2 separate regions of the Mus musculus genome follow, and region 2 is linked to region 1. The links are chromatin contacts, called in public HiChIP or PLAC-seq maps. All regions are on one chromosome and are shown on one strand. The core of a region is the stretch at or near the end of the contact, and the rest is flanking DNA. Distances in the headings are between cores, read along the strand shown. Region 1 holds the start of AA986860 (expressed sequence AA986860). Region 2 has its middle 9.1 kb from the start of Il10.

Region 1 (3,364 bases), core at 334-2,833:
GTTTATCATCCATGATAGCAAGTGAAGTGGGCTGGCTCTGTGGAGTAGGGGAAAGATAAAACTTAAAGCTCTAGCATTCAGGACCAGAAGCTCGATACAGTCGTTTAGGGCTACATGCTGATGTCTTTCTTTCCATGTTCCTCTTTCTGTGCAGAAGGCCAGAGGTAAAGTTCGCTGCTGTGTGCTGACCTCCGTGCTGATGGGAGCGAGCTTATTGCTCCCCTGACTGCACTTCCGTGGCAGCTTCTTTAGACAGATGCTCCAGCTACACTTTGTGTCCACAGGGACATCTGAAGAAACACGAAGCATAAGCCCCACCCAAGCCTCTACTCCTATGGACTCTGCCGCATCACTCTGACCTGAGCCCCAGTTGGAAGTCTGGCTAGGTTTGGTATGTTGAGATGAAATAAAATGTGGGTGAGGCCCAGCATGGCCAAGTAACTTTTTTTTTTTTTTTGGTCTACATCGATCAACAGGTAAAATCAGAGATTTAACTAGCTAGTAGACCCTGAGTAAATTTGATCGGAGTTAGAATATTTGTGGGTTTTCCAAAGATAAAATGCTAGCTGGAGTTGGAGTTTCCTCCATATTTCCAAGCCTCAATTCTCCTTGCAAATAATCTAGCTCGGTTCAGACTTTACATATCTGCACAGAGTGCGCCATTATCAACTAACACACACACTGCACCCCTTATTTAAATAAAGATAGACACTGAGCCATGGAGAATTTCCTTTTACAAATGGAATGGAAAACTAAGGTACCTGGCTCACTCACATGACCCTCCCCTCCATTTGACTCCCTGTGCTCCAATTATCCAGTCACTCCATCCCTTTCAAAATCACTACTTCATCTTAGTGCTCTAGAGATGGAAATTTCCAAATTCTAGGAAAAGGTGGATTTTGTTGTTGGTTTTTTTTTTTTTTTTTTTTTTTTTTTTGAGTCAGGTCTTTCCAGGTAGGATAGGCTAGCCTGGAACTTGCTGTATTTCCCAGCAGCCTGGCTTCAAACTTTCCATCCTCCATCTTCAGAGTACTATGATTATGGGTGGATACCACCATGCCTGGGTCTGGCTTCTGTTTGTTCAATATGATTATGTAAGTTAAATAAAGAAACGGAAGAGATGTCCCCCGGTCCTCCATAAAAATATTCCAATTCTGGAAAATCTCAGGCTAACGGAGAGATTTGATCAACAGAGATTGAAAACCCCAGGTCCGGTGTAAAGGGTCAGACACTCTTACAGCACTCCCCAGCACAGCCCTATATATAGCTTTGCCTTCCCTTAAAAGCTTTTCCCTTGCTGCAGAATAAGCAATAGTTGGTTAGTGATTGACTCACCTTCTCTGGGTTGGGGTCTGAAGACAAGAACGTAATGCCCTTCTATTCCAGAGGGCAGAGATGGAGACCGCTTGCCTCTCAGGCCGTGTCTCCTACTGGTTTCTTCCTTTGACCTCCTCCTGACTTACCTAGACAGGTAAAAGCTTCACCCGCGCTGCATGGACACACCCTGCTACTGACTCTAAGCCAATCCTAGCTTCCCTCCCTACTCCTCATTCCAGCTGTTCAGTCAGGGAGGACTCAGGAGGGGAATCAGCCAGGAGGTGCTTCTCTGTCTTGGTCAATCACCTCCTGCCCCCGCCTCCCCACCCCACCCCCTCTTTACTTAGAGAGCCAATGAACTGCTACAAAGAAAGGGTAGGCGTGGTAGAAGGCTGGAGCTGGTTTGAGCTGAGTGGAAGGAGAGTAAAGAGAGTTTGGCAGGGTGGAGGCAGATCAATGGGACTCGACTTTCCGTCTTGAAAGGAACGCATCAGTCTGCTGCGCTCTATGGGCCCACTGAGAACCGGATTTGTTGTTTAGACAAGCCTTCCTCCACTTGAAGCTGAAAGTATTCTCCAGACTGCCTGCCATTCTGGTGCCTAATTTTGTAACCAGCTTTTCTAACTGCTCAGTCATTGACAGTTTCATATCCAGAAGAGGTTTCAAGGGTCTCAAGGTTAGGGATGTAGCTGAGTCACCCAGTCCCCAGAGCTTGCTGACAACTGTCCTGGCTTTTTTGTTTCTGGGGAAATAAAACTAATCTCTCTCTCTCTCTCTCTCTCTCTCTCTCTCTCTCTCTCTCTCCTATAGGAGGTATTTTCCGGATTTAAAAAAAAAAAAAAAAGCTTGATCAGCCAAAAAGGAGATATAGCACTTGAACTCTGTCATTTGGGTCTCTGGTCCCTTTTGGCTGCTTCGAGAAGGTGGCAATAGATATTAAACAAAAATAAAGTCAGCTGCCAACCAGTCTAGCAAGTACTTCTTTTGAGGGGAAATGTCTGGCATGCTTATGGAAAAGAGTAGGTCAGGGAGCCTCCTGCTTCCTGGAAGAAATCACCTCCAGGTACAGAGGCCACTTGCCAGACAGCAGTTCTGCTATTTCCCTGAATATAGGCTGAATATAGGCCATCCCCAGTAACCTTCAACTTTTAAAGGTGTATCACTTGCCAGCAGCAAAAAGAAAAGAAAAATTAGAAAAACCAAACCAAAATACCTCATGCACGAACCACTCAGTTTAAGCCCCTGCTGTATGCTGGCTATTACCTTAAGCATTTCTATGTCTTATTTAACTTTTGCTCCAACTTAGAAGCATTGCCCAATTCTTACAGCCCACACCTCACCAGGAGGTTAAATGACATGCCTGATATTTCCCAAGTAGTAGTAGAGCAGATATTTTAATCCAGATTGTCCACTCCCAGCTTGCTTCACAGTTACTGTTCCCGATTCTGTGACTGGATGCTCTGGTGAAAGCAATGTAAAGGAGGAAGGACTTGTTTGGGTTTCAGTTCAATGGCACACCGTGCTGGGAGGTCCTGGTGGTAGATGCTCCGGCCAGCTGGTCACACTGTATGCCTAGTCAAGAAGCAGAGATGGCCAGTGGCCGACTTACTTCCTCCTTTTTACTCGGTCATCCAGGGTCCCATCCACGGAATCGTCCTGCTGGAATTTAGTATTTGTGTGCGTGGGTGGGGGGCTCAACTCAATTAACCTAGTCCACAGGCATGCCCAGAAACGTGTTTTCTAGATCCTGATGCAAGAAGCAAGACCACCATTCTGTAGTAACAATTTCATGAATAGAGAAATGTAAGTTTTAAGTACACTAATGTAGAGACACCAAGAATAGCTGGCATGGAATTTTGGCAGGAAACTGGTTTTTAGAGTCCCTAATTTTGAGAAATTCTGGCCATCTTTTCCTCATAGGCCAGTACCCCAGAGTGATATTATCTTTGATTTCTTCTAACATTTCTTCTCAAAGCCCCCATTACATTGGTTCAGGATGTAAAGCCTTACCAAATGAACATCCTGGGGCTTGAAAATGTCTCGTTTT
Region 2 (3,364 bases), core at 520-3,019, 280 kb before region 1:
GCCATGTTGGAAAGTGTGTGGCCTTTAAGTCAGCCATCTTTAAACCCTTTGAAATCAAGATCCTTTTGCACTCTTAAAAAATGTCACATGGAGCTTTTATTTATATGAGTTATATCAATTGATATCACTACGTTAGAAACAAAACCACATCAAGTGTCTCCATATAACACTGTAAAGGCATAGGCAACAGTGATACTAACATGCATAAATCCTTTAAAATCTTTACAATGACCTGGTCTGATAGAAGAAGGTAGGTTTTGGGGGTGGGGTGCTGTAATACAGTCCAGTGCATAAAGGTGCTTGCTGCCAAACTCAATGATCTGAGTTTGATCCCCAGAACATACAGGAACAGAAGGAGAGAACTGGCTCCTAAAAGTTGTTCTCTGACCTTTAATTATGTGCTGTGGAACATATGTGTGTTAGCGACACACACATACAAAGTTAAAAAAAATCCTTATACATATTCTGAAATTTAGACTTCTGTGATTTATTGTTTTGGCTGGAGCCTTTGAAGAAAACCCAAATGCAACTAAATAATGGGAGTGGGGGTGGGGGTTTCTTAGATTATCAGGATACCCTTTGAGAATGGATAATATCAGAGTGATCCAGAGAGAGGAGGGATGGTCAAATGAGGTAGGGGAGGAAGGGGCAGGGTGTGTACCCACAGGGCTGTGCCTTGTATTCTGAGGTCCTTATCTGCCCTAAGTAGACACCTTGAGGACAGGACCCTCAAGTGGGAGGCTGGTTATAAACTGTTTTCACACTAACAGTTATTGGTCTCTGGAAGAAGGCTGCATGTCTTGTGTCCCACCTCATTTATGTCAGACAGCTAAGGATGGACCCGCTATCATCCTTCTGCTTCCCGCCACCAGTTCTGTGTCCCCGGGATCAGCTCTGTTGTTGGAAGCCATAGATACCTTCCTCGAGGCTTGTCTTTGTAGCATGGTGTGGCAGTTATGCGGGCAAGTCCTGGAGTCAGACTTGGCCTGCCTTTTAGCATCTGTGTGGTATTGGGAAGATTACCAAGCTGGTCTGTGTTTCCGTTCTCTATACACAATTGGATAAGAGGACGGGAACTGCCCTATTGGGCAAAGACCAAATGAAACTATGATCCTGTGTAAATGATTCAGTGAGCATCTGCCCTGTACAAGCTGGCACACCCTAGGGATGGTGTTGATGTTTCTTCTTTACAATGCTCAGAGACCGCAGCTGGATGAATCTGCTCATAGACCTAAGGTCTTTGGAACAGCAGAACAAGTTTTGATCTCAGTTTTCTGAAGGCATTATAGGGGGACAGAGAAGATAATCCTGTGATGGGAGGAGTTTGGCTCATGCACTGGGAACCCCACTTCCTGCCCTAGTTCCTGGATCAGGAGCTTCAAGACAAGTTATCCCAGAATCTTCTTTCTTCTTCTGAGAGCTGAAGAGTTGTCAGAGCCATTTTTTTTTCCCAAGCTACTTTTCAGTTCTAGAATTTTTTTTTGTCACTGCACCTCCGCTCGATCTACTCCCTGTGGCAGAAATTAGTTGGCACTCCGATGTATTAGTTCCGGTGTGTTTTTTCCATACCAAAACCCCAGGTACAAGACCAGGCAGGCCCCTTCAGTCTCTACTAGTCTGTGCTCCTGCCCAGCTCTGGAAGTGCCATTCTGTAAGAGAAACAAACCTTTTTCCTGGGGGCAGCTTTTGCGTGTTCACCTGTGTTTCCTTCTCGCCGTCCTGGCCCCCGGTGCTTTGAGGTTGCAGTTTCGTTGTGAGTCAGGCCTGCTGAGAGCATCGGAAACCAGAGAGGCCTTCATTGAGTGGCAGGACATGATGCTGGCTTTTCCTCAAGAGCATGACCAGGGTGGCGACCCAGGTGTGGGAGGGAGGTGGTGGGTTTCTCGGATTGACTGTGTCAGGGAGAAATTACTGGAAAACCCTCGAGAGCACCACATCTATTCGGAAGAGCTGGCACTTTCTTAAGAAAGAAAATAATCTATACACGGTAGGACTTGGTGGAGCCTTCCTGTGATCTTTGCACTCAGGAATTTGAGGCAGGAGGATTTCTAGATAAGGCCTATCTGGACTACAGAATGAGGACCTGTCTTAACTAAAAGCCTCCAAACAGAAAAAAACGAGCAGCCAACCAAACAAAGTCAGAAACGGCCCACACTATGGTAGAACACACACCCTTGGCAGTTTAATACCTGCTGAGAGGCAGGTCTGGTGTAGATCAAGGCCTTTTGGTGTGACTGGTTCCTGACAGAGGACTCAAATGACAGATTTTCTTAGCAAAGGTGATTTGGGGATCATACCGGATTCTCCTGACAGAGCACAGTGAGGCTAATCTGAGTGCTGGCTCAGTGTTGGTGAGGTTGCCAGAAGCTGTAGGCTTAGCGGAATTAAGGTCCCCCAACCCTTCCATTGTATCTGACCCAGAAAAGAAAACAGAACAATACTGAGGGGCCAGCACTGTTTGACCATGTGACTGACTCTCCCACCATGCATTCCCCCATGCCAGCCTTTTCATGGGTCTATGAAAGAAACACCAAGGAGCAGGTGGGCTGGAAGTCCACAAACTAGAAACGTGTAGATGACACAAAGGAAGATGCTCACCACCTGCAATGTAGAAACACATTGTTTTATAGACTTGAGCAGCAACCTTTCTGGTCCTTCCTTATTCTTGCTGTGAGGCACTATTTCTAAAGTGATTAGTAGCTTCTAGAGAGCCAGGGTCAAATGCAGATCCGGGAAAGAAGCGTCAAAAAGAACCAACAGTGGATTCGGAGTTTGGAAACGGCAGCGGCTTCAGAGTGCTCAGGGCCGGATGGGAAGCTGGGATGGTGTGCAGATCCTCTGGGATACCCCTGGTTACACAGAGTGGAAGATAGAGGGGGTTCATTGAAGGGCTGAGAGCCCCTTAGAGAGGGGGAAGGTGTGGGAGGCTTCCCAAGTGAGTTATCAGGGGGGAAGAATTATAGGAAGTGACAATATTGTTTATTCAAATGCCACCTAAGACCATCAGGAAAAGAATGTCTCCTATGCAAACCCTATAGAACCCAGATCCTGAGACTGTAACTGGGGCTGGGCTGTAATCCATGTGCACTGCAAACTAAGCCAAATCAGCTTTTATAAAGAGTTTTTAGGACGATGCTGTTCTAGGTCCTAAAAGAGTAACTTTCAAACATTTGTGTAAGAGCCCCAAATGACTCTCCCTGTAGCATATAAGAGTGTGTCTCGCCAGAAGGGTCTCCATGTGTTAAACTGTGCGTTAATGGGGGCCTTGGGATGGGGAGTTGGAAGAGTAAAGATGATATCTTTAGAAGGGTGTCATGGACAAGCTGACCTCCTTGCATCTCTTCTCTTGGAATCAAGAACCCCA

What was found. HiChIP or PLAC-seq counts read pairs in DNA pulled down with a chosen protein or histone mark.
Region 2: a contact with region 1 is called in an H3K27ac HiChIP or PLAC-seq map of extraembryonic endoderm stem cells. The contact joins the enhancer-like site here to the promoter of AA986860 in region 1. A contact is called at or near these places in 8 of 39 promoter capture datasets (the C10 cell line, the HPC-7 cell line, cranial neural crest and 4 more), 1 of 484 Hi-C or Micro-C datasets (hematopoietic stem and progenitor cells), 2 of 115 datasets of contacts at active chromatin or transcription factors (embryonic stem cells and extraembryonic endoderm stem cells) and 2 of 9 other capture datasets (adipose tissue and pancreatic islet).

The regions. Positions count from the first base shown.
Region 1 is chr1:130,730,195-130,733,558 of GRCm38.p6, reverse strand. AA986860 (expressed sequence AA986860) reads right to left here and starts at 1,583. Exons shown (of 4, transcript NM_177604.3): 1 at 1,336-1,583.
Region 2 is chr1:131,009,101-131,012,464 of GRCm38.p6, reverse strand. No RefSeq gene overlaps it. Among named protein-coding and RNA genes, the nearest start is that of Il10, 9.1 kb to the left of the region's middle. Within about 2 kb of position 1,769, at least 27 of the 459 cell types and tissues checked have an H3K27ac peak or open chromatin away from gene starts, as enhancers often do. A contact at or near this core is called in extraembryonic endoderm stem cells, where this site is marked.